Linked DNA regions of Rattus norvegicus: region 1 is linked to region 2. A link is a contact called in public Hi-C data. All regions are on one chromosome and are shown on one strand. Each heading gives the region's core, a stretch centred on a gene start, on an enhancer-like site or on the middle of the called end of the contact. The rest is flanking DNA. Distances are from core to core; before and after follow the strand shown.

What was found. A called contact is a pair of places that touch in the nucleus more often than the background predicts.
Region 1: a Hi-C map of liver shows a contact between it and region 2, with 5 times the contacts expected there. The contact joins the promoter of Lin7a here to the enhancer-like site in region 2. A contact is called at or near these places in 4 of 12 Hi-C or Micro-C datasets (the A7r5 cell line, kidney and liver).

What each region holds. Positions count from the first base shown.
Region 1 is chr7:44,472,198-44,474,944 of GRCr8, forward strand. It overlaps Lin7a (lin-7 homolog A, crumbs cell polarity complex component), which reads left to right and starts at 1,371. Exons shown (of 6, transcript NM_001408921.1): 1 at 1,371-1,470. The coding sequence starts at 1,389.
Region 2 is chr7:44,256,770-44,259,469 of GRCr8, forward strand. The region is part of intron 5 of Acss3 (acyl-CoA synthetase short-chain family member 3); the gene reads right to left. Among named protein-coding and RNA genes, the nearest start is that of Acss3, 79 kb to the right of the region's middle. Within about 2 kb of position 1,307, at least 1 of the 93 cell types and tissues checked has an H3K27ac peak or open chromatin away from gene starts, as enhancers often do. A contact at or near this core is called in liver, where this site is marked.

The DNA of each region.
Region 1 (2,747 bases), core at 121-2,620, 220 kb after region 2:
TACATGATCACGTTCCAACTGAATGAAGCTGTGAAGTGATTGACAGATGTAAAAACTGGGGATCTACAAGGGACTGAGAGTTTGTCAGATAATATGAGTGACGGAAAGTTGACTTTCATGATCAAAGTTCTTAAACCTAAAACTGTTAAAGATAAGTATAAGAAATACTACGTTCAGTGTGTCTCTAAGGATCTGTTGGATAGCTAGATGGCCAATCATCTTTGACTTTTCAATTACTGCTGAATATCTGCTTCCTTCCCTTCCCCTCTGGGTATCATTAACAGAACATAGCATTGGTCATAGTCACAGGGAAGGGCAGCATCCTTATCCCAGCCCTGTGCTCCCTCATCTCTGTTATGCCTAGAGGAGGCTTCTCCATGCTTCTTCATGATTTGATAAGGAAATGAGGCTTGGGGAAAATTTCATGGAAGTTGGGATAAAGGGCTCACAGTATCTAAGTCTTCGGGAACTGAAACATGATCGACTGGTTCTGAAACCAGGCCTTTAACGTTATCTACCTGTAATTCAGAGGGTGCAGAAAAAAAAAGAATCCCCAGGTTAAGATGTAGTAAATGGTACCAAACATCCGTGACTCAACTCCTCCCATCCCTGCTAATTAATCAATACATAACAGCTCTGAATGCACGTTTCTTCTAGATTAGCACGAGAGGGTCCCAGTTAAATATCATTCACTGACAGAAACTGTTGTTTTCATTTTTTATTTTAAAACCTTTTAAGGAAGTTTGCTTGTAAAGGCAAGTTATTTTCCTAGGCAATAAACCCAGCTTCTAAATAAACACTGACTTACAGAACCCTGGCCCTCCGGTACCCTTGTACTGTTGGGAGGGGACCTTCTAAACAAAAAGCTTCAACAGAAATTAACAGCAACTACAGTGATATATAGCCACATCTCCCATAACTAGTGGCGTTTCCCCTGGAAAGGGATGTGGAAAGGGAGGTTGAAAATGTTCTTAATCTGAAAAGAATTCTGTCCCCACCTCTCTCTACTGTCTCTCCCGCTTCCGTGTCCTCTTCCTCTGTGTTCGAGTGCATTCTGACCACTAAGCTTGGGTGGAAAGTTGAAAGACAGCAAACCTGCTACACCCAGCCAGGGCTCCCGATAGGTGGGCGAGCAAAGTTCTAGGGCTGAGCGTTCCTTTCTCAGCTCCTGGCCATGCAGGCGCTCGCGGATACCTGCCCTGCTTGGCGCGGCACTGAAGATTCGCCGCGGCGGAACAGTTGAATCTCCATCTGGCTACCAACCCACCCAAGCTTTCTTCTCCTCCATCACCACCTTCCTGCCTCCCCCTCCTCCCCCTCCTTTCCGTCTTCCCTCTCCACCCCCGCCCCCAATCTCCTCCTCTTTTTCTCACTACAAGCGGTTGCTGATGCTGAAGCCGAGCGTCACTTCGGCTCCCACGGCAGACATGGCGACATTGACAGTGGTCCAGCCGCTTACTCTGGACAGAGGTAAGGGAGCGGCTGGTCCGTCAGGCCACACAGTCCGCACGGTTTCGCCTTCCATTCTGCCCAGTCCCACAGGGAAGGCAGGATGCGCTCGGGCAGGGGCAGCTGGGGGAGGAGGATCAACCCAGGAGGGTTTCGCGCCCAGAACAGGACACTTTCTTCCCCTCTCTCCTCGCCTGGTCCCTGCCGCCCCTTCTTGCTGCGCTCGCCGGGGCGTGGGTGCTTGCCAGAGCTCGATGCTTCAGCTGCCAGTCTCAGTCCCTCTCCGGGTCGCCTCCGAGCCCCGGCTTTGTTGGAGAGGATGAGCAGGGACCGCTGAGCGCTAGTGACTGGAGGTTGGAGATGGGCACAGAAAGCCCTTCCAGCTAACGCTGCTAAGGGACCAGTGGGGAAGCCAACTGCCAACTGCCGGCGCGGGGACCCGGAGGGAGGAAGTTTGTCCCTGCGCTGGAAACGAGGGGTCTGTGCAGCTGCGGTGACAGGGAGATCGCCCCAAGGCGGCAGGGCGCTTGGATGGGTAGCTGGGTGCAAAGCCTCCGGGCTGCCGAGCCAGGGCCCTGCCCTCGGGCGAAAGGGCAGAGCAGAGCCGGGGCAACCTTCGCCGGCTCGGGGACATCGCATCCAAGAGCCCAGCCGGCTTGGCTCCGGCATGCGGTCCGGAGCTGCGGCTCGGGTCGCGGTACTCCCTCACCCTGCAGTTTCAGGGCGATAGCAACTCCTGTTTCCTGCTCCAGCAAACCTTGTTCTTCACCAGCCAAGTGCACCTCAGTGCCTGGGCTGCAGAAGGCGCGGAGACAAAGCGCAGGCTGGGTAACTGTTTAACTTCTAGCCTGTGACCTGTGCGTCCTACTCTTTGGTTGAATGGGAAACAGCGTTTGCTCAAACCTTCACAAACCTGGTTACCGGTTTCTCCTCTAGGATCCGGCCCTGCCTAGCGCACCGGAGTAGTACCTGGCTGTAAATGGGAGTTTCCTTTCTGCCTCACCGGGTCCAGTTACTAGGGCGCCAGAGTCCCAGCTCTGCAGAGAGAGGGCACCTCTAGCTCTGGGTCCGCAGCGGCGGGGCTTAGGACCCGGTGCAGCCATTTGAAAATGCTGTGCTCAGAAGAAAATGATTTAGTCCTTGTCCCTCTAAAATTTCTCTTTCTGGAGGATTAAACTAGAGGGCCCAGCAAGGCAAAAAGAGCATCCTACTGCGAGCACAGTGGCAAAGCTGGTAAACTGTGTTTCAGGTTCTTAATTTGGAGAGATCTCTGGTGACTTTAACTCAATCTGTTGGTG
Region 2 (2,700 bases), core at 57-2,556:
GACAGTTAATGTCAATTGACAACTTGTCTACATTCTTCATTATCTAAGACACAAACTTCTGGGTAGGTCTGTGAAGGATTTTCTAGTTTAGACTAATTGAAATAGAATGAGCCAAGCTAAGAGTGCGTGTTTCTATTCCATGGACTATGGTCCTCGACTGTGTGATAAAGAGGGAATAAGTTCAGTGTACCCTGGAACTTTGTGGGAAATATAAAAGACATTTGTTTACAAAGTTATTTGTAGAGTATTGTCAAGGCAACAGGAAAATTATTTCCCAGAAAATCTGCACTGTGTTTGGATCTGCGATGACCTGACTCTGTGGTTCTTAGGCCTTTGGAACTGGTTTTCCAGGGAAAACGTTGGGCAGTCTGAAATACTGGTTAGGAAATCCCCCACAAATGTAACTTGATAAGCTAATGCCATCTGCTGGGAGTTTGGAAGGACAGGATGCCATGCTAAATTCACATGGCAGCAGCCTTATTCAAGAGGTTCCAAAAGCTATCAGAAACTGGGCTAGAGGTCACCTATGTTGTGTTCTGGGAGATAATCTGGTCGAATTCTACCTGTGCCGTGAGAACTTTATCGTGGCTCAATCCCAAAGTAAAGTTAATGTTTGGCAGAAGAAATCTCAAGACAGGTTCCCATTGGAGTTATGTCATATTTACTGACAATTGCTCATATCTACATTGAAAGAAATTGAAAGGATCAAGCAGAAAGAAGGAGACAGATGAGGGGGGGAGAGGGTGGGAGGGATTAAGGGATTGAGAGAGATGAAGCAGAAAGATACTTAAAAATATGTAATTGGTTAAGATAAACAGTATTAATGAATTCAAAGTTACAAACAAGTCATGCTCTAAAGCATTCATATTTGTTTAGTGTCATTCGAGAGAAATCAGCTGTTCTTCATGGATACAACAGAATCGGTCTCCTGTGGACACAATTCCACCCTTGCAAGGCTCCATTTTTGAAAATAGAAATCAATTTGAAGAGAGCCGAGACAGAGTATACCTATCAAAGACCCTAGGTCCAGTGAATATCAATGCAATCTTGGCTCAAGGGAGACAGACTCAACGCCTACAAGACAAAAAAATCTAGACAGTGCTACATACATGGTACTTGTTTACAGGAGTAAAAGATACAAGAGTGAGGGAAATATGAAATCATGGAATCATGCCAAGGTTCTACAAGGTCACTGCAACAAGGCAATATGAACCAGGGCTGTATTCTGTGCAAATTCCCAGGGTCACTGTGTAAAGCCCTGATGATGAAGTTCAAGTTGCAATGAAGATACAAAGATGTTGCAGATGCCAAGACCATGGAGAGGCTGCCAAGAAAAGCTGGTTACACAGAGTAGAGGTGGCCCAATGGATAGGCTATATGTGCTTCAGGTGGCAGAGCTGCAGGATTAAGCACTCAAGGTAATTCCTCCCAGGTGATTCCACCACAATCTCTAGGTGCCAGGCATGGAGCTACAGGATTTGGAATTTGTCCCCACCGGATTTCAATCTTTCTGTTTCCCTTTTCCTGGCTCTGTCCCCTTTCTTCTATATAGAATGGGACTATTGGTTCTGTGCACTGTATATAGGAACAATGAAACATGCTTTTATTTTTAATTTTATAGAAGCTCAAAATCAAGTAATTGTTCTGATCCCCGGAAGAGACTTAGTCTTTAGACTATTCAACAGTATTAGTATTACTAAATACTATAAGTTCTTTATGATGGACTGAATTTATTTTACACAATGACATGACCAGAAGCTTAAGGGCACAAGGAGTGAAGGTTAATGAGTGAAAAGTTGTCTATAGGGGAGCTGTGGTGATCGCTCTGTGGGGGAATTATTTGCTATGCAAGCATGAAGATCTGAGTTTAAATAGATAGAACTCATGGAAAGTTCTATTAAATAGTGTATGGCTGTAATCACAGTGTCCGACAGAAATGGGAGGTAGATATAAGAGAATCTAGATCAGGAAACAAGGGACATATTTCAGCAAAATGGATGACAAGAATCAATATCTTCAGTGCTCTTCTGACCACACATACCCAGTGGCAATGTACATGCCCCCCCTCTCAACACACACACACACAGACACACAGACACACAGACACACACACACACACACACACACACACACACACACACATATTCACTGTGGATATAACATAACTACCTGCCTCAAAATTTTGCTCTCTTGACCTCTCTATCATGATGGATAGTAGCCTTGAATTGTGTATTGGAGTATGTATTAAACTCTCTAAGCTTTATAGTTTATTTCTGTTTCATTTTCTGTCTTTTGGTTTGGGTTTTTGATGGCGGGGAATGAGGAATTTTGTGGTAGCAATAAGAAGACCCACTAAAATGGACCTTTGGGAACACCCATTCAGAACCTGCCCCACATGTGGCCCATACATATACAGTCACCCAATTAGATAAGATGGATGAAGCAAAGAAGTGCAGGCCGACAGGAACCGGATGTAGATCTCTCCTGAGAGACACAGCCAGAATACAGCAAATACATAGGCAAATGCCAGCAGCAAACCACTGAACTGAGAACAGGACCCCCGTTGAAGGAATCAGAGAAAGAACCGGAAGAGCTTAAAGGGGCTCGAGACCCTATATGAACAACAATGCCAAGCAACCAGAGCTTCCAGGGACTAAGCCACTTCCCAAAGACTATACATGGACTGACCCTGGGTTCCAA